Regions from separate parts of the Mus musculus genome. Here regions 2, 3 and 4 are each linked to region 1. A link is a contact called in public promoter capture Hi-C data. All regions are on one chromosome and are shown on one strand. Each heading gives the region's core, a stretch centred on a gene start, on an enhancer-like site or on the middle of the called end of the contact. The rest is flanking DNA. Distances are from core to core; before and after follow the strand shown. Region 1 holds the start of Srprb (signal recognition particle receptor, B subunit). Region 2 overlaps Acad11 (acyl-Coenzyme A dehydrogenase family, member 11). Region 3 overlaps Nphp3 (nephronophthisis 3 (adolescent)). Region 4 has its middle 19 kb from the start of Anapc13.

Region 1 (7,261 bases), core at 1,497-3,996:
CCTGTAAAGATTTTAGGCACCAAAACCAACTCAAGGCCTCAGGAGATGTTCAGTGGACATAACACTTCCTGTGTAACCTTGATGACCTAAGTTCAGCCCCTCTGAACCCACATAAACCCAGATCTAGTAGTACACACATTCACAAGCCCAGTACTCCTATGGGGAAAATGGGAGGGAGACAGGACAATCTCCAGAAATTCATACTAGCTTGCCTGGCACAGCAATGAGAGAAGACCAACACTTCTGGTCCTCTGACCTCCACAGATGTGCCAAGGCTCACACGTACCAGCCCTTACACACATGAATGAACACACACACACAATTAAAATAATAATAGCTATTACTACTACTACTACTACTATTATTATTATTTATACCCTCCAAAGGAAGAGGGTAAATTCTCCATAGTAAAACATGTTCAGTTAAAATACACTGGCTTACATAAAACTAAGTGTTAGTAAAGGGAGGCCTCTCTAGCTTAAGACTGTCGAAGGAGGGTAATTTTTGTCATGATTGTGATAATGCTGGATTGCTCAGAACTAGCCATGCTGGGACTATTTTAAGTCACAGAAATCAGCAAAAGTTATTGGGCTTCCTTTATCCTTTATTGATTGTTTAAAGAAAGAATAAGAACGCAAGCTACACTTAAGAATATATGTCTATCCAGGCAGTGGTGGCACAGGCCTTTAATCCCAGCACTTAGGAGGCAGAGGCAGGTGGATTTCTGAGTTCAAGACCAGCCTGGTCTACAGAGTGAGTTCCAGGACAGCCAGGGCTATACAGAGAAACCCTGTCTGGAAAAAAACAAAATCAAACAAACAAACAAAAAAATGTATGTCCATAACCATTATATTCTGAGTAGCCCAAGAAACTGGTAATGCATTTTTTAACAGGTGTATGTACACTGAAGGTTGGTTGATGTCGGGAGTCCTTAATCTTTCTCCACCTTATTTATTTACTGTTTTTGCTTTTTTTTTTTTTTTTTTTTCCCTGACATAGGGTTTCTCTGTGCAGCTCTGGCTGTCCTGGAACTCATTCTACAGACCAAGCTGGCCTCAAACTTGAAGAGATCCTCCTACTTCTGCCTCCCAAGTGTTGGCTTTAAAGGCATGGACCACCACCACACAGCCAGCCACCTTTTGTGAGGCTGTGGTCTCTCACTGAACCCGGGGAGAAAACCAACTAGCATGGGTGGTGGTGAGCCAAGGAATTCCAGGGATCCATACCTCCTAGGCCCTGGGATTGCTGACAAGAACTTCTGGACCTGGCTTTCACGTATGTGCCACCGATCCAAACTCAGACCCTCATTTTTTTGCCAGGCAAGAAAACAGACTGAGTCACCTCCCCATCCCCAGACCACGTATTCTAACAGCATCGTGTGTGTATGTGTGTGTGTGTGTGTGTGTGTGTGTGTTTTTACAGGTTTTCCTAGAGTCTTTTTTATATAACTCCCAGGGGGCTGGAGAGATAGCTCAGTGGTTAAGAGCACCGACTGCTCTTCCGAAGGTCCTGAGTTCAAATCCCAGCAACCACATGGTGGCTCACAACCATCTGTAATGAGATCTGACTCCCTCTTCTGGTGCATCTGAAGACAGCTACAGTGTACTTAGATATAATAATAAATAAATCTTAAAAAAAAAAAAAGAATTAACTCCCAGGGCTGGAGACTCAACTAAGTTGGATAAGATCCCATCCTGCTTCTAGCAAAGGGACCTGAATTCAATTCCCAGCACCCACATCAGGCAGCTTTGAAGACCGACTCTACAAAATCTGACACATCTGGCCTCTACAGGTACAGGCACTCATGTGCATATACCCACACACATACATATAATTAAAAAGAAAAAAAAATATTTTTAAAAACATGTCCTAAACTTGCTGTACCAAATAAACTGCAAGATGACAGGGCTACGGAAATGCCTTACCCATCCCTCTTAAGTCTAACCGAGGTGAAAATCAAAGCATTACCCTGACAAACAGCAACGTTTTCCCAGAGTCACAGAGACCAACGAAGAGAACAGCTCTCTGACTGCTCTTTCGGCTCCAGATGAACTTCCAGAACACTGCAGAGAAGAGAAAGGCAGCCTTCATTTTCTAAAGACATTATTAGTAGGCATTTACGACAAAAAAACAAAGCGTCCATCTGGACTACTTTCATTGTCACACGGATTAGAGTCAGTTTTGTTAGGAACTCACGGAGCGCCAGCCACTATCAACTGTAAACCTTTTCACGTCTATTTCCCTCATCCAAATGTGGAGACTAAAAGTATACACAGAATGATGGATCTGGGAAAAATTAGTGGCTTGCTACATTTGATTGGTGGATTTCTACTCTACCTTAGTACCCCAGTATCTCAGAGCCCAGTTCAGACACAAGTGGCTCAAAGTTGGAATGAACGATGGCGGCCGCAGCGCTCAAGCGCACAGGGCCGCCTCATGTAAGTCCTGTCCCAAGACCCAGGTCACTTCAGCGTCCCCTTTCCACACTGCTGGGTCTGGAAGACGAGTAGTAGAAGAGGGAACGCAGCCGTCCGCCTCCCTGGCCTGCGGCGCCGAGCCACCCTGCCCTCGCCGTGAATGCCGGCCGCCTCACCCAGCGTCAGCAGCACCGCCAGGAGAGCCACCGCCACGGAGAGCAGCGTCGGATCCCTCTGCTGCAGCTCCTGTCGTAAGGAGTCGAGGTAAGGCTGGAAGGCGCCACCGGCGCCATCGCCAACTCGCCGGGTGTTCGCCGAAGCCATGAAAGAGGTGTGTAGTCTTCCCGGGCCGCCAAAGTTACGTGGCTCTAGGCTCCACGCCGTGGTGGGGCGCGGGGCATCACGGGAGTTGTAGTCCCTTAGGGGTATCTCGGCTAAGTGCCTGATGGGAGTTGGAGTTTTTTGGTTTCTACAACCCAGTTAGCGAGTGTATTCATATCGGCATGCTTTGAGACATGTATAGCTTTGTGGAATTTTTTTTCTTTGCATTTTAATTTTTTATCTTTGGAGAATTTCATAAATGAATATGATGTCTTTTGGTCAAACCCACCCCTCTACTCCCATTTCATTTCGATTTTTGAAAGAATGATGACTTTTAGCAAAATTAACGGCTACAAAACTTCATTTGAGGGTGAGGATTTCTACTCGGCCGTTACATGGGATGAAATTTATGAGAGATTTTACCACAGTATGATGTGACCGAAGATGTGATGGAGTCACAGAGAATCCACAAAGACACATCAAGTCCTTTATGAGGTCAGAGAAAAGTAGCTAGAGATGGACCTGAATCTTGGAGGATGCATTAACCTATACCGGCAACTAAAGAAAACAGAAAAAGACGCACGGAAGAGAAGCTTGAGTAAAAGCCAATGACATGTGGGAAACTCGGGAATTCTGTGTCCTGCATTGACACGTCCAGCACGGAAAAAAATGACTGCATTTTAAAAAGCAATCAGGAAAATCAGTGCTCGGGAGGATGTGGAGGTGTCGACGATAGATTGATCATTCCCACCCAAAGGAAGCAGGCCTACTCAACCAGGTAGGCCATTTGAGAGGCCCAGAGTAGACAACATTTTTCAGTTTCTCAAGAGGACTTATTTATAAAAGATCTTCATGGGAACTCTTCTACTTAAGATTTCATCGGGTAATCGAAACATTTAAAAAAAAATGTGAGCTTCAATTTAAAAATATCTCTGCGAGTCAGAAGTGGCCAAGCCTCGAGGGCCATTTGCAGCCTCTGTCATTAAGTAGCTGTCATTATTTTAAAGTATTTAAGTACAGGTCTGCCTGGGAGATGACAGGAAAAGTCGATGTCACTTAAAGGCTAAACAAATTCATTAAAATGTCGCACTGCCACATAAAACCCCAACTCCTGCAGGTACCAGGAAGAGAGGAAATGAGACATTCCCTTCCTCTCTAGTGTGGCAGTGAGTGATTGGGTAGGAAATGAAACAAAGATGTTAAAGTTTGAGTTTGGAAGGTTCGCAATGTGATTTCGATTTCCATACATCCTCAAAAGGCAGAGGGCAGGTGAGAAGAAGCCCACTCGAGAGGGCCACTCCGTTGGCCTTACCATCGCCAGATACTGAGTCGCTGGCTACAGGCTATGTATAAGAATGATTAGATTGTCCATGGAAGCAAAAGTGGCAGAAAGGCAGCTGGAAAAGTTTGTAGGAATCAGACCTGGGAGTGGTTTTGTGTGCTATGCTGAAGAACTCAGAGTTTACTCATAGTATAACAATAAGCTGAAGGTGACATGGATAATTGGCAGATCTGTGGAGAACTGTGACTGGAGAGAGAAAAGACTGAGGCTGGGGGAATCAATGGGAGTCTCTTGTCGTATTTAGGCAAAAGATACTTGGAGTCTAACACAGGATAAAAGTGTGAAATCCGGGGCTAGAGAGATGGCTCAGTGGTTAAGAGCACTGGTTGCTCTTCCAGAGGTCCTGAGTTCAGTTCCCAGCAACCACATCAGGTGGCTCACAGCCATCTGTAATGGGATCTGATGCCCTCTTCTGGTGTGTCTGCAGACAGCTACAGTGTGCTCACATACATTAAATAAATAAATAAACAAACAAACACTGAAAGTGTGAAATACAGGGTAAAATTTCTGAGATATTTAGAAGTTAAAATATGTAGGTTGTAATGACTATAAAATATATAGTTGCTGTTGTTCTATTACTGTGAAAAGACACCATGACCAATACAGAAGAAAGCATTTAATTGGGAGCTTTTTTGTTTGTTTGTTTTTTTGAGACAGGGTTTCTCTGTGTAGCCCTGGCTGCCCTGGAACTCACTCCGTAGACCAGGCTGGCCTCGAACTCAGAAATCCACCTGCCTCTGCCTCCCGAGTGCTGGGATTAAAGGCATGCACCACCACCGCCTGGCAGAAGAAAGCATAGAAAGCATTTAATCGAGAGCTTCCTTATATTTCAGAGGCTGAGTTCATGAGTGTCGCAGTAGGGGATGTGGCAGCAGGCAGGCATGGCACTGACACAGTAGCTAAGAGCCTACATCCTGATTCAGAGGCAGAGAATAAGAAACTGGGCCTGGTGTGGGTGTTCAAAACTTCAAAGCTCACTCCAGTGACACACCTCCTCCAACAAGGCCACACCTCCTAATCCTTCCCAAACAGTTTCACCAACTGGGGACCAAGCGTTCAAATGTATGAAGCTATGGAGATGTTCTCATTCAAACCACAACACAGCCTAACCTACACAGTAAATTCCTTGGCTACATAGTGTGAGATTTTGTATCATCCTTTGTTTTGGTAAATCTCCATCCCAAATATACCCCGGCGATGAAAACACAACACAGTTAATATGAATACATGCTGTGCACCTAGGTTGGGCAGATCTACCACTACACTACCATCTTCCACATCTATGAGACCCCTTAGAACTTGCAGTTTCTCCAGGCCATGTGCTTCTGCTCTGCTTTTCTTCTTCCTCCTCCTCTACGTCCTCTCCCTCTTCCATTTTCTTCTTCTCTCTCCCACCTTTCACTCCACCTTCCCTTTTATCTGCCCAATCATCAGCTCTTCTTTATTTTACAAATTAAGGTGGGAAGCAGGTTTACAGGAAATCACCTGAGTGCTGACTCATTCCTTGTTCGCAGCCCCTCACAGGAGAATGGAATTAATATCAAATATAATTAGCCCCAGGGCTATTCACAACCATCCTTTCTAACAAAAAAAAAGTTGTTGGACGAAAGATTGTTGTCATCATATGTAAAAAGAAAATTGCGTACCTATATGTATACAAACACATACACAAAATAAAAATTAATATTTAAAAAATGACTTGAAGAGACATTTTTTCCCACATGTTGCAAACTATCAGGAGGAATGTGAAGTGTGCTTAATGTCTTTAGCCAGTGAGAAAATGAAAATGGAAACTGCTATGAGATACTACCTGATACTCATTAAGATAGTCACTATTAAAAAAGTCAGAAATATACCAAACAGTGCTGAGAGGAAAGGGAAATCTGTTACACTGTTGGTGGGAATGTAGCTTACTACAGCCATTATGGAAGACAGCATAAAGGTTTCTTAAGTTAAACAAAAAAAGAACGGGTGGTAATGAACCCTGAAATCCTAAGTACTCGGGAGGTGAAGGCAGAAGGGTCAGGAGCTCAAGGGCATCATTGGCTGCACAGCAAGTTCGAGGCCAGTTTGGATAAAATGAGAACGTGTCTTAAAATGCACACACACACAAATACGGATGTTCGCATGCACCATTTGTGGGTTTAGGGACCCACAGAGGTCAGAAGAGGCATTGGATCCTCTGGAAATGGAATTAGAGAGATTTGTAAATATTTTATTTTAATGATGCATGTATGTGTAGGCGTGGGGGGTGTGTGTGTGAGTCTGTACATGTGAGGGTGCAGGCTGTGGGCTCTCATGTGAGTCCTGAGGTTTGTAAATGCTCTCAGATGCTGAGCCGCTTCTCTGGCCCTCCTCGGGTCTTCAATACTTTTTTATAAAAAAAGTATAACTTAAATTTTTAAAAATATTTTGTTTTAATTATGCATGTACGTATGGGCATGTGTGTCTGGATGACTTTGTGCCTGTGAGTGCAGTACCCAGAGAGTCCAAAGGAAGGTGTTGGATCCCATGAGTTTGAATTTCAGGTGGTTGCAATAGTGTAGATGCCAGGATCTGAATCCCCCACACCCTCTACAAAAGTGGCATATGTTCATAAGTGCTGAGTCATCTCTAAATTCTAAGAGCGGCTTGCCTAGTATATGTGAGGCACAGAAAAAAAGTTTTGAGGCAGGCAGTGGTGAAGCACGCCTTTAATCCCAGCACTCGGGAGGCAGAGGCAGATGGATTTCTGAGTTCGAGGCCAGCCTGCTCTACAAAGTGAGTTCCAGGGCAGCCAGGGCTACACAGAGAAACCCTGTCTCGAAAAACCAAAAAAAAGTTGCTGTGTCATCGTACTGTTGATGGGCCCTAGAAAGTCCTGTTATGGATGCTCCCTCTAGGTTTGTCTGTTTGTTCGTTGGCTTTATTTAGTTTGTGATGCTGAGGAGCAAACAGAGCAAGTAATGTCACTGAGCTATTCCTGTAGCCCCTGCCTTTGATTGGTGGAGTTTCTGATTTCTGTAATATTCTAAACTGTAGATCCACAGGTTGTAGTGAAGGGACAATATGAACCCCGTTTGTCCTCATTTTGAGGACCAGGCCTGATTAAAAAAAAAAAAAAAAAAGCCATAAGGCACCAGCTTCGGGAAGAGACTCTAAGTATCAGAAACTAGGCCATAAGACAGCAGCTCTAGGAACA
Region 2 (7,261 bases), core at 1,452-3,951, 890 kb after region 1:
TCTGTAAATGTGACACTGCAGCAGGGAAGGGAGGGGTCAGAGTGAGGTTGCAGTGCCTCTGAGCCCAGTGCCACTCAGCTGTTAAAATATGTGCGAAGAGTTCACAGTAAACATAAAAACAAACAAAACCCAGGCAGACTGTAGAAAGTGAAGGTTGTCCAAGCTTGTGTGGTAAGGACAGCCACTTGGTGTTGGCAGAGCTTTTAAATCTATGTTCCCACATTGATGGCATGCACTATGTCTTCATTCAAGTACTTGTAACAACCTGTGTAGTTTTATCCTGTAGATGATCAGAACAGTTCATCCCCAGCTGCAGGACATAATTTGGAATGATCTGTAGAGAAGTAAATAGATTTTCTCAAAATAAAAGAGGGAAAACATTAAATTTTTTTCAATGTTATTACAACTGAGGTGCCAAACCAAAATGGGCGTGTCTAGAAAATAATATTCTGTCATGCACTGCAGCAGCGTCTAACATTGTGTACCTTGAGCTACTGAAATTCTTGGTGGCTTTTTGTTTATATTTTTATGTATTTTCCATAACAAGAAAAAAAATAAGATTGGCAGGGCTATTTCTGTGAGCTTTTGGAACTCCCCAGGTAGCCTAAAATGAACACATAACCCATCTCTGAAACTGTACCACGCCAGTTCTTCCTTTTGAAAACCAGTGAAGAACACTAGCACTCCGATTCGGGCAGAACAAGCAACATGGTGTAGGGGGCACACACAGGCCATAGTGGTGACGTTACCAGAGTTCAAGGGAGTCTCTTCATGGTCACCAGATGATACGGGTAAATGCAGGGACCCTTGTGGAGTTCCTGGTCTCATTATTAAAAGACTTTAAGAAGTGGACTCAAATGGAAGCTTGGGGGCAGTGTTATTATACCTACAAAGGAAGGGACCCATGGCAGTCACGTTCTAAGTCTCAGGAGCTTCTCAGAGGGGAGAAGAAAAGCTAGGCCATGACACACTTAAGGAATAATTAAAGTCACCACATGGCACCGGACAGCCACATGGCAGGGAGGGAGGCTGTAGACAGAGAAGAGTAAGGAAACAATGTGCCAGAAAAAGTGGCCAGCATCCAAAGTGAAGGAACGGGGAAAGTTGAGTCAGAAAGATGGGCAGACCAAGCTAAACCCCAAGGTGGCTCAGCTCACGGGAATCTGGGCTAGGGGCAGTTAATTCTTGGAAGGAAAAGTATAGTATTTCATGAAAGGAGTAATTAGTAGTTACTCCTCCTATCTCTTTAGCATGGCTTAAGATGAACCCACCCTTCTCGGGCATGTAAACACAGGTAGGATTTGGTTCTCAGAACTGTAGCGTCATAATGAGGTAGGCAGAATGAGGACACCATAAACATCTTCCCTAATATACTCATTACCAAACACAATGAATGGCACTGACCTTCTATGGCCCCCTAGGAACAGGCATAATATGCAGCCCCAAACAGAAAGCCTAGCGATTTCCCTGACAGATGTGACAAGCGCCCTCCATCCTGGAGCCTTTGAAAGTGCGAGCCTCTGCCTTGTACATTGCTGGACCCCAGACAAGCCTTGCTTCCCTAAAAGGAACATGGTAGTCAATTGCCAAAAGCAGTGTAGTTTGGGAGAATAATCTACAATAACCTGATGATTCACACCAAAAGCTTTGACAGTTCCCATGACCTTTAACCCCATGATTCTTTTAGCTGACGTGTAGAGAGAGTAGTTGATAAAGAGATGCTGTAAGTATTTATAACTGCATCTCTAAGCTTTTGTAGAACTATCATCCCCTATTTCTATTGTACTCTTTCAGTTGTACAAAGCAGAGGTTACTATTCGGCCTGAACAGTGTAATTTAGACTTTCCCACTTTGTTATTACTTTATCGTTCATTCTTGCAACTCAGATGTTTCTCTTGGAGCCGAGCTGCTTTGCTGAGAGTCTGCGGGAGCTTTTGTGGCTGCCCTTTGGTTGGTGTTTGCTTTGTTTTGTTTTTGAGGGGATAGGTAGTACCTTGCCTATTGATGATACTTTTATTTTGTCCTAAATCTTTAATGTTTTGAGACAGGGTCTCCCTAATTAGTTCAGTCTGGCCTCAAACTCATGATCCTCCTGCCTCAGCTTCTCGAGGGCTAAGATGATAGGTACGGGTGCCGCCACCAGCAGCAGCAGCAGCCAACAGTTTGGGATATGAATTCCAGGTTGTTAATTACTTTCTCTCAGGAGTTGAAGATTTCACCCTTCAGTTTCCTTTTGACCTTGTAATTACATTTGTTCATTTATTTGGGGGGGTTGGTATGCATATTGAAGTCGGATCTGCGGGATCGAACTCTGGTCACCGCCAGTCTTGGCAGCAAGTACCCTTCCCCTCTGAGCCGTCTCACTGTCCTCTCCCATTGCTAGCTTCATGGTTGCCGTGGAAGTAAGCACTCAGTCTCCTGGGTCCGGCATATCCTTTTTCACTCACACTTTTCTTCTCTCAAGTTTCTGAACTAAGTAATTGCTTTAGCTCTTCCTGCCGTGTTGTTCAGTTCTCCATAGTCTAACTTTGGAGAGTGTGAAAAATGTCCAGAGAGCCCTTAAAGAAGAAAGGCCCAGACTCAACAAAGGACTGTAGGTGCTCGCCTGCTCTGTTGGTCCCCAGGGCCTCCCCGGGGGGCAGGAGAAGCTTCCGGTCCCACCAGCCTTTAAGAAGCTGTACTGGAGCTTGCCAGCGGTAGCCTTCTTACGGTTCATTGCCAAGGCTTCCGTTTCCTTGGCTTGCTTCCCAAGTTTGTTTTAGTAGCCCATTGTCAATCTTGTAATTCCTTTCTTTCTTTTTGGAATCTACTCACCACAACTATTTTATGCTGTGAATGTAAGCAATATCTGTGGCTGTAAGGAAACACGGCTGTTTTGCTGATTCTTGCCTGTGGTGGCTGGTTTCCTGCAGCGATTAGGGATTTTTCAGGATGGACTGTGGAGTGAATTCTTTTTTTTTTTTTTTTTCTGAAGGAGTCACATGAGTTTTTGTACCAAACTCTTTCCTCTAGAAGGGCTGGTTTAGTTCTGGACAGCTGTTTGGGGCCACTGCTGGCAGGACATTGTAAACTTAATTTGGGTGTGAGGTTTGAGGGCCGCTCAGGTCTGGCATTTAGATCCCAGGCTTGGATGAAGGCAGGTTTCTGAGCCTGACATTTCTCTCTTCTGTTTCACTGCAAACGGAGAGCTGTGTGAAGGCTTTCTCCCCAGGCTGTGCCTCCAAAGGTGCAGATTTTCTGTGTGTTTCTCTGTTCTATTTGTTCCCTCCTTGGGTTTCACTTCTCAAGCCTCCTGGCTTTGATGGAACCAAAGTTCCAAATGCTCTGTCCAGCCCCTGGCCTTATCATGAGCCTGTGCCCGACTGATGTGGCCCATTGAGAACCAAGGCCTAGGTCAGCCTCCATAGCCCAGAGGACAAACTTTAGTTCCCATCCTCCTGCCTGCCTGAAGGATGAAGCTGTTTTGTTGTTTTCTTCCAGAACAACTGTGCATTACTTAATATATCTTCAACTGGTAACACTTCACCCAGCCTTTTTTTTTTTTTTTTTTTTTTTTTTTGAGACAGGGTTTCTCTGTTTAGTCCTGGCTGTCCTGGTAACTCACTTTGTAGGCTGGCCTTGAACTCTGAAATCTGCCTGCCTCTGCCTCCCGAGTGCCGGGATTAAAGGCCTGTGCCACCACACCCGGCCTCACCCAGCCTTTTTAGTTGAGAGGTTTCTATGCCCACTGTGTACCATGTTGCTGGAGACAGAATATGTAAACCTTGGGAATCAGATTATTACTGTCTATTACTGTCTAATATCGAGGCAGAATAATTTTTTTTGTTTGGTTTTTCAAGACAGGGTTTCTCTGTGTAGCCCTGGCTGTCCTGGAACTCACTTTGTAGACCAGGCTGGCCTCGAAGTCAGAAATCTGCCTGCCTCTGCCTCCCGAGTGCCGGGATTAAAGGCCTGTGCCACCACGCCCGGATCAGAATAATTTTTGATGAACAAATATTTAGAAGTTTTTTTATTCTGCACCTATTAATAAAAAGAAACATTACTAACCAGGATGGTGACACATGCCTGTAATCCCAGCGCTTAGGCAGCTGATGCAGAATTAGGAGTTCCAGCCCACACATATTTGAATGCGCCAGCACACGCGAGCGCGTGCACACACACACACACACACACACTCATGGTTTTCATGACATTGTGGCTTTGTACTAACTTGGTCTAATCATTTTCTCTTCACTGTCTTAAGGAAGTAGCTGAATACTATGCTCAAAGTGGAAACTCAGCGGAAAAGTGGGGACACCCCTTAGTGATCGAAAAACTAAAGGTAAGAGAGACAAGAAGGCACTCAACATGGGGAGCTGCATGTTTGGGGGCCCTTAATTATCATCGTCATGTAGATAAAGGATAACCTCAATGATAATAACTTTTCCCTTTTCTTTATGGTCTTGATACATTGATCAGGCTGGACTCAACTCGTGGCAGTCCTCCTGCTTCTGCTGCCCAAGTGTCTGGATGATAGGCATGATACCTCATGCTCCAGGAATAACTCTTTTTTTGGGGTGTTTGTTTTGGTTTGTTTTTTGTCTCTTGTTTTTCAAGACAGGGTTTCTCTGTGTAGCCATGGCTGTTCTGGAATTTGATTTGTAGACCAGGCTAGCCTCAAACTCAAAGAGACCCACCTGCCTCAGTCTCCCAAGTGCTAGGATTAAAGGCATATAACACTATGTCTGGCCATCAGAAATAACTTTCTTAAAAATACAAGGTTTTTTAAAATCTGGGTTTTTAAAAATCTTATTTGTTTGTGGTGACCCACACCTGTAATTCAGCTAGCACTTGGGAGGGGAGCTGAGGCTGAAGGTGGAGGATTGCTGCAAGTTAGAGGCTAGCCTGGGCTACATAGTGAGCCAGAGCTGCTGTATGAGTTCCTTTGTGGATAGAAAGGAAGCAAGTGGGGTGAGGGGAGGGGAGGGGAGGGGAGGGAAGGGGAGGGGAGGGGAGGGGAGGGGAGGGGAGAAAAGAGCGACTATCAGACCTGTCCTACTTGGCCTCCTGACTGTGGCTCTGATGCACTAGTCTCATTATGCTGCTCCTTGCTCACCATCTCTGAAGTGAGCTGAAGCCAGAGCAGGCTGTGGGACACAGAAGCTGGGCTCTGACTTAGTGGGAGAGCTCCTCTCTTGTCCATGCAAGGTCCTGGGTTTGTCCAGCAAGGAGCAAGGCCAAGCAGGACATTTGTGCAGTATGGTGTCAGGTCACATGCAGGTAACATGTTTTCAGATCTTAACCTGTAATGCATGTAAGATTTACACTCAAATGTGTGTGTGGGGGTCGTTGTAACCATTCTGTCTGAATGAGAAGCGTTTAAGTGTGCAAATGTAGTTTTAGAGCCAAGACTAAGGGAGCCTGGAAAGCAAGACATTTCCTTAATTATTAAGCAACTGCTGACTTTCAGTGAGTTGCTATACAATGAAATAACATCCTTAAATGCTTTTATATTTCAAAAAGCATTACCACCAATAACTGTTTAAAATAACCTACTTTGTTTGGTAAATTGTAATCACTTGTCCATCCCCTTGACAGGAAATAGCCAAAGCAGAGGGCCTGTGGAATTTGTTCTTGCCAGCTGTGAGCGGTCTCAGCCAGGTGGACTATGCCTTGATTGCTGAAGAGACAGGAAAATGCTTTTTTGCTCCAGATGTTTTTAACTGCCAAGCACCAGGTGACTACACATAGTGTTCTTTAACATTTTGAACAGGGTCTAAAATCTTTTTTTAATAAGGAAGGTTTTCCTATACAAAGTCATTCCCGAACAAACGTGAGCATAGTTTCACAGCTACTCCAAATGCAGTATACAAGTGGAGTTGAGGTCCTCAGTGGGCTGTTCTTTTAATCAGCATCATTACATTAAGACTGCCAGTAGCCAGAAGTAGCCACCAAGAGGACTGGCTATGTAAACACCCCACTTCCTGGTTGGGGTTGGGTATTTCTATAGCTAGTTAAACTCCCAGTCTCTCCATTGTGTGAAACTTTTTCCCAGAAGGCTGCCTTTGTTTCTGTCAAGGGCTCGCAGCCATGTTTCCAGAACACTGTAAACTCAAATGGCAGAATTTCCTATAATGCCCTGTTCAAGGGACTCAGAACTGCCTTTTATTATATGGCTCTGGTGTGAAGGCTTTCCCCAGAAGAGTTGGCACCATGTTGAACCAACAGAAGTGGGTATGCAAGTGTAGTGGATCCCAGAGAGGAGTCCAGGCTTAGCAAAGTGGCTCATGCTAAACTGACTCCCTTGTGTGTAAAATTCAGGTCAGTTGATAGGCTTCTAGAAGATAGTGCTTATTCCTGGCAAAGTCTCCCTTCTGTCTGCACCAATTTCTCAAGTCTCTGCTGCCCTGCACTGTAATCGGTCAAGAGGCTATCTATGGTAAGAGAAACGTGTCCTCAGTGTCCTAAGATCTTACCCCAAACCTTCCATGCTGTTAGGACACACTGCATATGCTGTGTGATTTTATATAAAAGGAAATGAACTGGAAATCCTGAAGTTCAAAGCTTTTTTCCCTACTCTTCCTAATAAGACATGCCTTATGTTGCCACCCAATATGTAGCATGTAGGTAGATGGATACATATTCCTCCTATATTATATTATATATATGTAATATATAACATATATAAATATATATTATGTTTATCTAACACAAGTCTCATGAAACTACCTTTCCTTACTACATGTGACATTCAGATGTCTTCTTTTTTTTTTTTTTTTTTTTTGGTTTTTCTGAGACAGGGTTTCTCTGTGTAACCCTGGATGTCCTGGAACTCACTCTGTAGAGCAGGCTGGTCTCGAACTTAGAAATCTGCCTGCCTCTGCCTCCCGAGTGCTGGGATTAAAGGTGTGCGCCACCACCGCCTGGCCAGATGTCTTCTATACCTAATGTATTAGTTTTGTTCTGTTTTTAGAGTGTGTTAGACATATTCTACTATGTAGAGTTGTGGCACAGTAATGGGTCAAGCATAATGTGCCAAGGTTGACTGCCGAAGCTTGCTTGCAGCCCTGCTGTGGTCTCCCCATTTCATTTGTGAAGTCACTTGTCACCAGACACTCATGGGGGTTTTCCTAAGATTGAAATGTCACAAGTCTGTTAGTTGTTCTGCTTAAATAATATCTCAGATTGTTGACAATTTAAAATTAGTTTTTGACTAAGAAATGACTAAGCAATTCTCTCAAGCAGAAAGACAAGGAAAGCCAAGAAAGCAAGAGTCTCCTTT
Region 3 (7,261 bases), core at 1,323-3,822, 840 kb after region 1:
ACGAACAAGCTGAACATTTTAGGAAAAAATCAGTTATAATTCGTCAGCAAGCCACGAGGCGAAAAGGCAGCCTGGTAAGGAGGGTCTGTTCCCATCGCCCTTTGAACCTGAGGAAAGATGAGGTCTGACTATCATGAGACATAGACCTTGCACTAGAGCGCTTCAGGCTTACGTGACTCCTAGAAAGGCTTTGGTTGGCATCTTCCCTTTATTTATCGTCACAGTTTGAGAGAGGTATTGTTGAGCAGTTACAAAGCTCAGCTGAAGGTGCACTCTGGGAGGCGCTGTTTCGGGCTACTGTGATTCTTCTCTGTGAAGAGCTGGGAAAGGACACAGAAGTTTAATAACATCTTCTGTGAGATTTGGGTGGGGAGGAACTGTTTCCCTTAAGCAAGTGTTTCAAGTGTTCCTAAGGTGCTGATAAAAACCTAAATATAGCATGTTTGGCTTACTAAGTCTCTGTCCCTGGGACTGAGATGGTCAGTTGGCACAGTGCCTGGTGCACAGGCACAAGGGTCTGAATTAGATCCCCAGCCCCCACATTAATTAAAAATAAAAGACCACCGTGCTGAAGACACACTTATAATCCCAGCGCTGGGGAAGTATAAACTGGGGGATCCCTGTGACTTTCCTAGCTTCATTGGTAACCCCCAGGTCCCAGTGAATGACACCATTGTACAAATAAGGTGGGTAGCAACTGAGCCTCACCACCGGAAGTTGCCCTCTGGCTTCCATATGCACCTGTGTGCACACATGCATGATTATAAAACAGTAAATATAAGTTGCTCTCTATAGAAGAATCTGGTGTGTATGTGTACAGCTGGAGTCAAAGGTTAGTAAGCTAGGTCCTAGGCTTTTTTTGAAGTACTTGGACATAAACCATGCTAGACCTCGTGATCGTTTTCACAAAACAGTGCTTAAGGAATTTGTGAGCGTGGTTCCATGTAGAAATAAACACGTGTCCCTCATAAATGTTAGAGTCAGTGTGCTACTTAAAACAGCCGCTATCTAAGATGAAAGAGGAAGGCTTTCGTCAGGACAACAGTAAATGCCTCCAGAGTGAGGCTGGCGCTCAGCGTTTGTGTTTCTGTGTTACTGCAGTACGGGTTTGCCCTTCTACGCAGGCGGGCTCTGCAGTTGGAAGAGCTCACCTTGGGCAAGGACAAGCCTGAGAACGCCCGCACCCTCAATGAGCTGGGTGTTCTCTACTTCCTTCAAAATAACCTCGAGTGAGTACCGTGGCATTCCTAATGAGATTCACAACAAGGATCCACTGGGTCTCTTTGGTGGGAAGCTGTTTTACCTGTCTGTCAAATCCAAGGTTAGGGGGAAAAAAAAACAAACAACCTACCTCTGCCAATTTCCTGTTTGGTTTGGGTTATGAACATTCATACACTTAATGTTGTGTTTCCATTTTCTTTCCACGTTGCTTCTGAAGCTAAGCATTATTTGGCAGCTTCCCTAGCAGGGCCCTCATGGTTACAGAAAGCGAGTTAATGCGGACATTACATCTGAGACCCACAGAAGCAACTTCAGACCCACCAGGAGATAGCTGAGTTAGTGGGCGGCAGCTGCTTTCACCCTTTGATTTACTTAGAAAAGATGTCACGTCTACACTTCTGCTGTCTGAAAAACAAGTGCATTTAGGTCTCAGAAAAACGCAACTCATTTTTCATGTTTTCCCCTAAGTTCCTTTTACCAACAATTATTTGGTAGCAACTCCTAAGGGGAAAGAACAGATGCCTCTGCCGTCCATTCGGCACAGTGTGACCACTGGAAAGGCCTTAGAAGGCTGTTTCCAAAACGATCTGTGGGTTTTGCATTTAGGAGGAACGGAGTTGAGAGCTGAGCAATCACACAGATGCCTCATGGGAAGCAAAGGAAGGGGAAGGGAGGGGGAAGGGTAAGACTCCAGTGTGTCTATTCTCCATCTCTAAGGGCTTAGGACTCTGACCTCTAGAGAATAAATTGCTTGAGGCATTTTGGGGTTTTGTTCCCAGGACAGCAGAGCAGTTTCTGAAGCGTTCCTTGGAAATGAGGGAGCGGGTTCTGGGGCCAGATCACCCAGACTGCGCACAGTCCCTGAATAACCTGGCAGCTCTTTGCAATGAGAAGAAGCAGTACGAGAAAGCAGAGGAGCTGTATGAGCGCGCCCTGGACATCCGGAGACGCGCACTGGCTCCGGACCACCCTTCCCTGGCCTACACCGTGAAGCACCTTGCAATCTTGTATAAGAAAACGGTATGTACACCTCACCCGTGTCTGCGTGCTTTACGATGAACGGGAGAGGCCATGACTGCTGCCAGCCTGTTAGTTTATTGCCTGATGGGAGGTCGTTGTAGGTGAGCTTTTACAAATAAATTATTTAGTTTCTAACCAATGAGAACATGAAGGTATATATTGTTTCAGACTTAATTCAATTAAGATACTAATTTGGTTTTCTGAAAATACATCCCAACGACAAATCAAGCATCTACATTGCTAATGAGTTCCTTTCAAATACAACCCATTTTATTATCAACATTATGAATGAGGTCTTTTTATATAATATCTCAGTAATTTTCAAGTTCCTCTTACTGTACACGCTGTTAACCAAAACACAGGAAATCACCCCGTAGCTAGGGCTGTAGGAAGTGCCTTATTTATTTATATATTTATTTTTACAAAATTGACATTTTATTCTACTCTTCTCTTACTTTGTCTACAATTAAATAGCAGCTCTTTTTCATGGGAGTAAAGTTTGGATTTTTCTATCTATTCAAAGCAAACCTTGACCACAGCCTGCTTTGACCAGTGCAGCCTCGGAGCTGTCTCTGTGCTGAGAAGTGGGGAGGCTCCCTTGCTGGTGGTCACGGCACAGAAGGTCATGCATAAGAAGGGAATATGCTGTTCTCTCGGGCCAGCTTCTCAGTTAGGGAAATCATAAGGAAAGCCCCGAGGGGACGGGGCAGTTGGCGGGACGTGAGGCAGTTGGCGGGGACGTGAATTTATTTGGATGTCCCCTTGAGTTAAGAGCAACAACAGATCTATACAACTGGACATTTCTTTTACTGGAAACACTGGATGAGTAAATAAAGTGCAAACCATCTTTCCAAATTATCAGAGAACCTTTGTGTTCCCAACAGCTTCATGTGAATATTATATTGGATTTTCTGTTGCCTTGAGGTGTGGCCAGCTGTAGAAAATGCTTCTGCAACCTTATTTAATATATTTTATTTCTGGAGAAAGTTCGGGTCAGATGGTATTTATTGCTTGAATATTTTGTTAGATTATGCTTTTGTTTTGAAGGGAAAAGTTGACAAAGCTGTACCTCTGTATGAATTGGCTGTTGAAATTCGGCAGAAATCCTTTGGCCCAAAGCACCCCAGTGTAGCTACTGCCTTGGTAAACTTGGCAGTCCTTCATAGCCAAATGGTAAGCATCTACATTTCAACTGTTTGCAAATGAATGATCTGAATGTAATATATAGATTACCTCATATATTATATATAATGTATATATTTTATACATATGGATAAATGTGAATTAATGGCATAGTAAGGCAATAAGCAGGCTTGTGCTTATTATAGAAGCGAGTCAAATTGTTACTAAGCCATGTCTAAAACTTAAAAGAGTTTTTACTTTCCATTATTCTGCTTCTCCAGTTATGATTGTCCATAAAATAATGTTTCCTTAATATCTCTTAGAAGGATATTAAGGTTTTCAAAGTGCTTATCAAAGTATGTCAGAACAGTATAGAATACATTAATAATAATTTTAGACACACTATGTGTTAAGTGAGCACTGTTACTTTTTTTTTAATAAGAAAAAGCACAGTGAAGCCCTGCCACTATATGAAAGAGCATTAAAGATTTATGAAGATAGCTTGGGGAGAATGCATCCTCGAGTTGGAGAAACATTGAAAAATTTAGCTGTGCTCAGGTAAGAATGTTTCTCATCTATCCCAATATTTAATAGCTTTGATTTATCACAGAACAGCATGAAATATTTATCCCTGAAAATAGTCTACCTTGGGGTGAGGGTAGTTGTTTTGGTCTCGTGTAGCTTTAGATACTCAAGTGGTACTCAGAAGCAGAGAGAAAGCAGGCTTACTTTTTGGAGGCGTGTACTGTGGACAGTAGTGAAGACAGCCTATACCAGCACTTCCTGCCTATGGGGTGACAGGGCTACGTACTAACCTCAGAGCTGATGAGTTAGGTGTGTGTTGAGTTTTGCTCACTCCTGTGCGTTCATCTCGGAATGCAGGTGATAACAACACTTAGCATTTTTTTATTATTTTTTTTTAATTAGGTATTTTCTTAAATACAGGGGAACACCAGGGCCAAGAAGTGAAAGTGGGTGGGTAGGGGAGTGGGGTGGGGTGGGGTGGGGGAGGGTATGGGGGACTTTTGGGATAGCATTTGAAATGTAAATGAAGTAACTACTTAATAAAATATTGGAAAAAAAGAAATGTAAATGAAGAAAATATCTAATAAAATTTTTTTTAAAAAAAGAAAGAAAAGAGTGCAGTGGGAATGGCAAATGAGTTGCAACTTGTTTTTCTGCACCTTGATGGCTACTTAGAAGCAAGAGTTTCTTGTTAATAGCAGTGCATCTCTCATGTTGTTTCCTCTCAAAGCTATGAAGAAGGGAATTTTGAAAAGGCTGCTGAACTGTACAAAAGGGCAATGGAGATAAAAGAAGCAGAGACATCACTTTTGGGTGGAAAAGCTCCTTCAAGGCAGTCATCAAGTGGAGACACATTTCTCTTTAAAACAACTCATTCCCCTAACGTTTTTCTTCCCCAAGGGCAAAGCTAACCGTCAATTCTTTGCAAGGATACTTCAAGATAAAACAGCTAAACATCTGGAATATTCTCAGTGTTTTTAAAGAAAATCTTTTTTTTCCATCTTAGTGTTATTTAGCTGGCATTTATATGACGTTGTATTGAGTTGCATTGAATTGTCGTGTCAAGTTTAAATTGATTAAAGAACCTGTTTCCTATGGGATAAAATCCAGGATGACGACATCAGCACTCAGTGGCATGAGGAGTGGCTTGGTCTCTGCAACAAGAGCTGGCAGGACCCCATGGTTTAAGAAATCCACAGTTCTTTTCTCTCCCTCAAGAGCAGCCTTAGCTCTGGCCATTCACTGTCTGTTCCTAGCAGGGCTCTGAGCCAGTTCTCTACCTCAAAGAACTTTCAAGGGCTAAAGGGATGTTGATAATATAAATAATATAAAGGGATGTTGATAATGAGTCGGAACAGTCTTCAGTGAAACGAGCTAGATAGGAACTCTGTTTGTTTTCCTTTTTCTGGGTTTGTGTGTGAGGATGTGCGCGCGCGCGCACACACACACACACACACACACACACACGTGTGCATGTACACATGGAGGACAGAGGTCAGCCTTGGGTATCATTCCTCAGGCGCTGTCCACCGTGACTTGTTTTTGTTTTTGGTTTTTGAGACAGGGTCTCAGTGACCTGGTGCCCTTAATTAGTCTGCCTGGCAGTCCACATCCTAGTGACCCACACCCCTGCCTCTCTCTCCTAAGACCGGAGCACAAGCTTCCATCTCTACCCCCAGTTCTCTAAAGTGGGCTCTGGGGGTTGAACTTGGGTCCTTATGCTGACATGGCAGACGCTTCACAAACTGAGCTATCACCCTAGCCTCTTACCACATTGTGAATCTCTGTAGCTCGGGGTGACCATGAACTCTTGATCACTCCCCACTCCCCCGGAGTGTTGGGACCACAGAGGCATGCCTCCACAGCTGGCTTGGCTTTTAGGCCTTCCTCTTCCCTAAGCTGGTTTAGCCAGCCTCCGCTTTCTGTGCTGTCTCCAGGAAGCTTCTCACAGTGCTGCAGCGTCGCCAGTGACAACATGCGTGCCACCACAGGTGCCAGTGACGACATGCGTGCCACCACAGGTGCCAGGCTCTTTACCATTCTCATCTTGCTTACTGTGGGACAGGTCTAAAAAGTCAACTACTCGTGAGCTGAGGCACAGGTTTTCAAGGTCAGTACCAGCTTAGAGTATGGGGTGAGTTCAAGGCCAGCCTGGGCACCTTAGTGAGACCTTGTCACAAAATAGAATAGAGCTGAAGGCACAGCAGTAGAATGCCTCGGACCCTGGGTTTAGTCCTCAGCACACACACACATACAAAAAGCCATGACAAATCCATTTCCTTCGTAAATGGTCAAAATCAGTCTTGCCTTACCTCGCTTAGTTGGTGTTTTTATACTGGAAATTAAATATTTTTATAGATTTGATAAATATTGCCACATTTTAGATATTTGTTTTTATTTGTATATAGTAAAATTTTCAATGATTTAAAATCTTATAAGATCTCAATATGTATTATTGTAAAGATGACAGGCATAAAAAATGTATGTTTTAAAATAAAAGTGTAATTGCAAGTTCTCTCATTTTGCAGTCTGTATTAGAGGGCTATTTTGCATAGTTATTTAAGAATAAACTTTGAACATGTTTCAGCAGACTTGAATTTTGGCCAAGTTTAGTCAATAGTTTGCTCAACTTGAAGAACTGTGGTGACCTCAGGGTGTGCCCAGTGTCACCAACTCCTGGTGGATGCAGAAGCCAGTATCATCACCAGCCAACACTTACTTACAATTTAGACGTAACCTTGAGGTCCCTCCCTGAGCCCGCTCAGAAGCAGCCTGAGAGCTAGGTGGCCAGGTCAGTCCTGCCAAAGCTTTGAGTTTAGGAAGCGTCGCTAAAGTCTACACACTTGTAAGTTAAATTAGACAGGACATGACAAAATGAGCTTTCTTCTTCCACCTTCTGAGGGAGGCTCAGAGGAACTAAAAAGCTAAAATATGACCATAACCTATCTTTGGAGTTTGCCCCCTCTGAAAGGTACAAATAACAGAATTCATAAGCATATTAGACATTGATTTTTACAACTAATATATCAAAGCTTAAAATCTATTTCATGACTAATGTAATACACTAAAAGTATAGTATTAATCACCTTTTTAAAAAAAAAACTTTAAATAATCTGTGACCAGTACTCTAAAAGACTCTTCAAATCAGCATAGTCTTTGTTCTTCTAAAACTTAGATCTGAGAATTATACAAAATATTTTAGAAACTGCAGTGATATCTCATTGACTTTATGGTACAAATGATAACAGAAGTGGTCACTAAATTACATATTTCCTTTTTTTCTAAATTAAACATTCAAATTTAGTACATAATAAGATCATGATTTTACCATTTATTGCACTAACTGTGTTCTTTGCCTCATGAGAATGCTAAG
Region 4 (7,261 bases), core at 1,917-4,416, 560 kb before region 1:
GGCTCACAACCATCTATAAGGAGATCTGACTCCCTCTTCTAGAGTGTCTGAAGACAGCTACAGTGTACTTACATAGAATAAATAAATAAACATTTTTTAAAAATTTAAAAAGAAAAAAGAAAAAAAACCTCTGAGGTAGAGGTGCCTTCTTAAGCTACAAAAACTAAGAACTAGAAACTAGAAAAGCAGATGAATATAAAATGCCTACATGACAAGGGATATAAAATTAGATGATGGCTCCATATATAATAGCTGAGGATTTTCTCCAAGTAACACATAAAAACCTCAGCAAATCAAGTAGAAAAACAGGACCCCGGTAGAAAAGCAGGCAAGGGGTAGAATTGAGCAATTCACTGGGAAAAAAAAAAAAGGATACAAAATACAAAAGTATGATTATGTCACGAATTGCAGACTGGCTCAGGCCATGCTCGGCATCCTGCAGCTTCCCTTCCTACACGCTGGACGCTGGAATGTGGACAGCAAAAGTTTCCAAGTCCAGTCTCCTTAGTGCTGAGCTTTTGTGTATGGCTTGATACATTCTGATGTGTCCATCAAAAGCCACCAGCTCCACTGTCAAACAAGGTCTGTGTGTGTGTGTGTGTGTGTGTGTGTGTGTGTGTGTGTGTGTGTGTGTTACCTTGCATCTATATGCGGACTCAAGATCCATGGGTATCCCAGACAGGAAGTAGGCATCCATTGTATAGCCCAGAGAGCATGGTCCTAGAGACCAGATATGCCTGACTGAGGCTTCCTGGCTTCCAGACGGAGAGGTCTGTGATTAGGTCCTAGTTTCTCAAGTCCCCAGGTTACGGTTCATGGCAGAAGGAGAAGCCACGTCTGTGGGTCAGTCAGTAGCTGAGATTCCAACATGGAATCTCAACCTGGAACCTTCCATTCCACCTGATTTGACATCATTTTAATAGATTGATTTTCAATAATAAATCTCTTTCCCTGTGTTCTACCTGAAGTGGCTTCTGTCATCTGAAGCTGAGCTAAGACGCATTATGGATAATTTAAAAAAAATACAGATTATCAACAATGCTTCATCAGATGTCAACCCTTTAAAAGATTAGCAGAGAGCCCCACACAGGCTGTCATTCCTGGAAGCCATGTCTTGAAGCAGCCATTTTCTAGTAGTTTGGTATCGTGCACCTAGACATAGCAAGTTCATCTCATCAAGGATTGTACCTAAAGGATGTTGTCAAAGAGAAACAGGACACATGTCCTTCAGGAAAGACTTGCCAGGGGGTCTCAGTTGCATCACTGTGAGGAATGGAGAAATGATCATAAAGGAAAAGCTGAAGTCTCCATCCAGAGGGGATTGCCTAAAGAATTATTGTATAACTATTCCTGGGAATTCTTTGCAGGGGTCGAGGAACAAGTCAGAGCTACCTACATGAGCAAGGGAACGTCATTACATTACATTACAAGTAAGAAGTAATTTGGTTATCAGCGCGCAGAGCGCGACCTCGTTCATGACTGAAAACATGAATTTTTGTCTGAACACGGGTGTGTTTGCCTAAACGTGGAGAAAGGTGAGAGAGGACACAAGGGATGATGATGGTGGCAGAAGAGCCCACGCGTGGCTTTCGCTTATCCTCTCTCTAGAGTCTAAGCTCTCCTGTCTGACTGTTCTATGAGATTATGCTCATATGACACATAAGTATACAGTTCAACTCTCTAAGGAGCAAGATTCAAATTTTCCAGTGTCTAAGAAAAAGATATGTGCGGATGTTTTCTAGAGGAAGCCGGGAGAAAGGGGAAGCAGGATAGAATGTAGCGTTTCCTGAATCTAGGCCGAAGGACATGAATGCTCAGTGAGCTAGTCTTAGGACCTGGATTCTTTTCATAACGTAGGAGAAGCTCACATTAAGTAAAAATCCTTGGACACACGCGTTTTTCCTGCATAAGCAGATTTTTCCAGATGTGGAAGCAAAGCTTGTGGCTTGCTCAGCTGTAATTATGGCCAAGAGTTATTGGTATTCCTTCTTTCCCTCCCCCACCCCAGCTGCTTAGGGTAAGCGTGTCCTCACCCCCGTGGCCGGTGTCTTGCAGAGGCCACAGTGTACAGTGACTGGGTGGACAGACAGTGCCTCTGCAGCTAGGCCCCGACGGGAGCAGAGACCAAGCTGACCTTCTGGTCCCTCTTTTTTGACCCTTTTAATTGTACACACATCTCCCAGGTGTATCTGGACTCTAGCTGGTGACAGTACCCAGAATGCTTGTCAAAAGAAAACATGACTGTTCCTAGCAGCCCCTGAAGAGCCAGGTGGCACTGTCAGGATGACTTGGAGACCCCTTCCTGACCATCCCGAGGGCTCTGAAAGGACTCTATTCAGTGGGCTTTGCTCCTTAACCTGGTGTTTATTTTTGAGATAGCAGTTTGAGAAGAATGGGGATGGGGGGGGCGGAGAATTGCAAAAGGGGGGCAATGAGGGGCCTGGAATTTTAATGAGAACCATCTGGAGTGGTTTCCAAGAGCGTAATGTTTGGTACAAGAAAGTAATTCCTCGGCTCAAATGGAGAGAGGAGAAATGGAAGAGATCGTTATATTGTGTTTACCCTCCAAATGGTGCCAAACAGCGCTGCTGAGACCGGGCAAGTCACCCTTGAGTAGGGCTGGGGTGGGGGCTCTGGGAGGGGACCAGCAGCGTCTCTTGGCTCTGATGTGGCTGCAGGGAGAAGGAATGCTTTATTTCTGCCAGGGAGACTTTGAGGGATGGGTTGTGGTGGGCCCAGAGCCAGTCCCTGGAATCTGGGTAACTATGGAAACGGGCTGAGGACTACAACAAACACGGATGGAATTTCAGGCTTTACAGCCAGGGCAGGGAGGAACGGGAAAGTTCGGGAAAGTTTCGCTCCCTTCTTTTTCTTCTCTCTTTTCCTTTCCATTCCTTTCTGCTTTCCTTTCCTTTCCTTTTTTTTTTTTTAAACGGAGGAGGAAGGGAGCAGCCCCCCGCCTTGCCCCTGCACCCTAACGGAGGGACCATAAGCAAAAGTCTCTACAAGTATCAACTTTTCACTTTATTCTTTCATTTACTCTTAACCTGTTGCATCTGATCGGGTATTCTGTCGCCACTAAAGCCACTCCTAGAGGGAGTCTCTGTCCACTGTCTAACAGCATCATAAGGACTGACATCCCCCTTGGGGCCTCCAGTGTGACCCAGGAGGCCCCAAGGAGGCTCGGTTCATCCTCACCATAGCCCTGTAGACCAGATGGTAGGGTCTCTGCCCTACAGATGGGGTAAAGAAAACTCAGAGCCAAGATCACCCAGAAAGCAGAGACCAGCTGCCTAGATCCAAATCTGGCATGCCGTCATTCTGACAAACTTTATTCTGAGAAAAAAAAATTAATAATATGGCAGCCAAAGAGAATAAAGCAGCTTCCAGTGTCTAAATGGCTGCAGAAGTGGCTCGTGCTCTCACCTCAAAGATATGGCCTCAAGATGGCTGAGGGAAAATATCTGTGGCGGAAATAGGGGACGTTTAGAGTTACTGAACAGTGAAGTTAAAGAAAAGACCATAAATCCTGGAATCATCTTCTTGGTCTTAACCTAGGAGCAGAATAGCCAAGGTCTATTTAGATGTGATAATAAATGGGCCTTCATCCTCCAGATGAAGAAAACAAGACTCAACCAGAAGTTCCAGCCCGGACTCCTGGCTTCCAATACAAAGTTGTTTTCTAGTGTGAGCCATGAGTCTAGAAAGAGTGGAGACCTTGTGACTGGGCTGGGTGAAGTCAGATGTGTCTCTGGGTCAAAATGGAGAGTGGTAACCACTCTGAAGAGCAGAGGTCTGAGTCTGGGGTCAAAGGAGGAAACAGGACAAAGTGGACAGGCATTCTTCAAGACTCATCAGTGTGGTTTCAAGTCCATTCAAATTCCCCATCAGGAGCTAGGAGGGAGCCTCTGTTCAGCTAAGGATTTAACAAGAAGATCAGCCTAAGTCAGCAAAGTCACAAAACCTTTCAAGAAACTTGCAGCTTCACTGGGGGAAGGGGCTCCTGAATAAACCAGCAGGAAGTCAGAGTGCAGAAATGTCTGGAAATGAGAGATGGTTTTTGGCTGGTTGGTTGATTGGTTGGTTGGTTGGTTTTTTAAATAGAAAAAAAAAAGTTTTGAAGGAAAAAGGAAGCCTTGACCCACATAAAGATAGAGTTTCAGTAAAACTAACTTGAGAGGAAGAGGGCCAGTGCGAGAGGCTCAGCAAGGCAGCGCTGGCCAAGCCCTTGGGGCTCTCCACACATTAAAGGCAAACCTTTACCCAAATGCATTCAGTCTGCAGGAGATTGTCCATGGCCCTGTTGAAGTTTGTGAAAAAATTTAAAGATTGCTTTAGTGTTTGGCAATTCTGGAATGCTTGGGATTTATCCTGAAATAATTGATTTTCTCTAAAGCTCTGCTTCGTAAAATTGTATCCTGAAAACCCCCTGGAGGGTGTGTCACTACAGTCGAAACTATTTATGTGTTTGCATATATGGGGGAGGGTCTGCTTGCATGTGTGTGTGTGTGTGTGTGTGTGTGTGTGTGTGTGTGTGTGTGTGAGTCTGTATGTGTGTGTGTCTGAGTATGTGTGGTGTGTGTGTGTATGTGAGTCTGAGTGTGTGTGTGAGACTGGTGTGTGTGTGTGTGTGTGTGTGTGTGTGTGTGTGTGTGTGTGTGTGTGAGTCTGTGTGTGTGTATCTGAGTGTGTGAGTCTGTGTGTGTGTATCTGAGTGTGTGAGTCTGTGTGTGTGTATCTGAGTGTGTGAGTCTGTGTGTGTGTCTGAGTGTGAGTCTATGTGTGTGTGTCTGAGTGTGAGTCTGTGCGTGTGTGTCTGAGTGTGAGTCTATGTGTGTGTGTGAGTGTGTGAATCTGTGTGTGTGTGTGTGTGTGTGTACGTGCCTATGCCACATATCCCACATATGAACTCCAGGCGTTTCTCTCAGAATCTGTCCACCTTGTTTTTTGAGACAGGGTGTCTCTTACTGGGACTCTGGCCAGCCTAGAGTGGTTGACAGACATGCTTCAGGGATCCTCCTTTCTCCACCTTCCCAGTTCTGGGATTAAAGGTCCCAGTCCTCCCCAGTTCTGGGATTAAATGTCCCAGTCCTCCCCAGTTCTGGGATTAAAGGTCCCAGTTTATGTGTGCACAGGGGTAGGGGCTGCTTATGTGTGGAGTATATATGTGCATATGTACCAGTGCATGTGGCCACGTTTGTACATGGAGCCCCCGGGAATATATCCTGTGTCCTCCACCTTTTTTTCCTTGAGACAGGGTCTCCCACTGAGCCTGGAGTTAGGCTGCTAGCCAGAGACAGGAAGCTCCCCCAATCTTCCTCCTCTCTCCACCCCTAACAGTGCCAGATTTGCAAGCACGTGTGTTGCCATGCCTGGGTTTTTATGTGAACGCCAGAGATCAAATCCAGGTCTTCACACTACCAACTGGGCTCTCTCCCCATCTTCTCGGCAAACATATTTTTTAAACTTATATTGTATATTTATTGCTGTGTATATGTGTGGGCATTCCATCAGAGGGCAACTTGAGGAGAGTCGGTTTTCTTCTTCTACCTGATGGGTACCAGGATTGAGCTCAAGTTGTCAAGCTTAGACGCAGTGTCTTTACCTGCCAAGCCATCTCGCCAGCTCAACAGATATTTTTAACAAGATGCCAACCCCTAAACAAGGTGCTATTAAGTTATCAGATTATTGCCTCTTGGGCTGAAGGCTCTATCTGAGTTTCTAATATTAAAATACAGAATGTGCTGTGAACCCATGCTGAGTTTTCCACCTTCAGATGTCACAAGTTCCTCACAAGCTGCAGAAGGCCACTGTTCTTTCCTAATGGGACTCTTCTGTCTATGATTCACGGATTAAACTCCTATAAAGGGTTTTATGTACATGCTCAAAATATGTGGATCTGCAAGAAGGCTAGGAGTGCTCTGGTAAGTGTGTATCTGCTCGTGAGAAAGTGTGCGTGGGAGGAAAGGCTGGAGTAGAAACTGCTTTCATTTTAAAAAGCCGGGAGGGTAAGCAAAATCTACTGATAGACATCATCAAAGAAGCAAGAACACAGGGCACAAAGTGGGAAGAAAGCCTGTGTTCTCAATGGCCATTCCTTTCATCCTTTAAGGCGGTGGCTCTCAGCCTTCCTAACGCTGCGACCCTTAAATACAGGTCCTCGTGTTGTGGTGACCCCCCAACCATACAATTATTCTCATTGTTACTTTTATAATTTTGTTACAGTTGGGAATCTTAATGTAAATATCTATGTTTCCCAATGGTCTTAGAGGACCGCTGTGAAAAGGTCATTTGACCCCTTAAAGGTGTCATGACCCATCGATTGAGAACCACTGCTTCAAGGCCATTTTTCCTGATGAGAAACTGGGCTGATGGTAGCCTGTACTGAGAGAAGGGTTCCGACTGCCGGTGGGCTCCACACCTGTACACCACACTCATGGGGTGCCAGTCTGACTGAGAGGGAACTGTAGTACCCAGTGTGCCCACGTGATTGTCATGAGGAACAAACTTGTTCTCCAAGCCAAAGTGCCCTTTCTGGTCAATTCCAGACTGTTTCATAGGATGAGCCAAAGCTTGAGTACAGACATGCTGTCTGGAAGTCACGATCACACTCCAGACTTCTTCATCTCCCCATCACTGCTGGGTCCCTATGGCTCTCCTCCAGCTCTCCTGAGTGAGGCTATTAAGCATCACTTCTGTCCCCACCCAGATGCCTACACCAGGCCAGAGTTTCTATCGTCTCTGATGAAAGTTCCATAGCTGAGCTCCACTTGGCACTGGGTCATCCATGACAGATGATCAACAAAGAAGCCAGTGTCCAGGAAGTGGGGAGGTGGAATGCCATTGTACCTTTTGCTTTGGTTAGTGACTTAAACACTACAGGGAACTGTTATTTCGAATGATCTACCCAGCTCCAGGGTTGGTTAATCCAGCATCTAAATGATATCTCAGAGGTCCTTGTCTGTCTTTAAGGGTTTTTTGGTTTTTGGTTTTTGGTTTTTGGTTTGGTTTGGTTTGGTTTGGTTTGGTTTGGTTTGGTTTGGTTTTGGTTTTGGTTTGGTTTGGTGGTTGTGTTTTTGTTTTGTTTTGGGGGATTGTTTTGGTTGGTTTGGTTTGGTTTGGTTTGGTTTAGTTTGGTTTAGTTTGGTTTGGTTTTTTTGCGACAAGGTTTCTCTGTGTAGCCCTGGCTGTACGGAGCTATCTCTTTAGATCAGGCTGGTCTCAAACTTAGAGATCCATCTGCCTCTGCCTCCCAAGAGCT

The links. Promoter capture Hi-C pulls out the DNA fragments that hold promoters and counts their contacts.
Region 2: a contact with region 1 is called in a promoter capture Hi-C map of liver, with 2.3 times the contacts expected there. The contact joins the enhancer-like site here to the promoter of Srprb in region 1. A contact is called at or near these places in 3 of 39 promoter capture datasets (hippocampal neurons, liver and pre-B cells), 1 of 15 datasets of contacts at CTCF or cohesin (large pre-B cells) and 2 of 115 datasets of contacts at active chromatin or transcription factors (astrocytes and pro-B cells).
Region 3: a promoter capture Hi-C map of hematopoietic stem and progenitor cells shows a contact between it and region 1. The contact joins the enhancer-like site here to the promoter of Srprb in region 1. A contact is called at or near these places in 6 of 39 promoter capture datasets (cranial neural crest, frontonasal cranial neural crest, hematopoietic stem and progenitor cells and 2 more) and 2 of 115 datasets of contacts at active chromatin or transcription factors (embryonic stem cells and pro-B cells).
Region 4: a promoter capture Hi-C map of hippocampal neurons shows a contact between it and region 1, with 3 times the contacts expected there. The contact joins the enhancer-like site here to the promoter of Srprb in region 1. A contact is called at or near these places in 10 of 39 promoter capture datasets (the 3T3-L1 cell line, the C10 cell line, embryonic stem cells and 4 more), 14 of 484 Hi-C or Micro-C datasets (CD8 T cells, the G1E-ER4 cell line, Th1 cells and 6 more), 4 of 115 datasets of contacts at active chromatin or transcription factors (the NIH/3T3 cell line, astrocytes, extraembryonic endoderm stem cells and 1 more) and 1 of 9 other capture datasets (liver).

What each region holds. Positions count from the first base shown.
Region 1 is chr9:103,199,319-103,206,579 of GRCm38.p6, forward strand. Srprb (signal recognition particle receptor, B subunit) reads right to left here and starts at 2,747. Exons shown (of 7, transcript NM_009275.4): 1 at 2,594-2,747; 2 at 1,969-2,063. The coding sequence starts at 2,741.
Region 2 is chr9:104,086,015-104,093,275 of GRCm38.p6, forward strand. It overlaps Acad11 (acyl-Coenzyme A dehydrogenase family, member 11), which reads left to right. Exons shown (of 20, transcript NM_175324.4): 10 at 4,244-4,321; 11 at 5,578-5,716. Among named protein-coding and RNA genes, the nearest start is that of Acad11, 26 kb to the left of the region's middle. Within about 2 kb of position 2,702, at least 46 of the 459 cell types and tissues checked have an H3K27ac peak or open chromatin away from gene starts, as enhancers often do. A contact at or near this core is called in astrocytes and liver, where this site is marked.
Region 3 is chr9:104,037,334-104,044,594 of GRCm38.p6, forward strand. It overlaps Nphp3 (nephronophthisis 3 (adolescent)), which reads left to right. Exons shown (of 27, transcript NM_028721.3): 22 at 1-74; 23 at 1,102-1,229; 24 at 2,001-2,241; 25 at 3,289-3,414; 26 at 3,806-3,921; 27 at 4,619-6,478. The coding sequence ends at 4,799. Among named protein-coding and RNA genes, the nearest start is that of Uba5, 22 kb to the right of the region's middle. Within about 2 kb of position 2,573, at least 13 of the 459 cell types and tissues checked have an H3K27ac peak or open chromatin away from gene starts, as enhancers often do. A contact at or near this core is called in hematopoietic stem and progenitor cells, where this site is marked.
Region 4 is chr9:102,641,270-102,648,530 of GRCm38.p6, forward strand. No RefSeq gene overlaps it. Among named protein-coding and RNA genes, the nearest start is that of Anapc13, 19 kb to the left of the region's middle. RefSeq lists an enhancer at 2,049-3,913. Within about 2 kb of position 3,167, at least 183 of the 459 cell types and tissues checked have an H3K27ac peak or open chromatin away from gene starts, as enhancers often do. A contact at or near this core is called in the NIH/3T3 cell line, astrocytes, cortical neurons and 3 more, where this site is marked.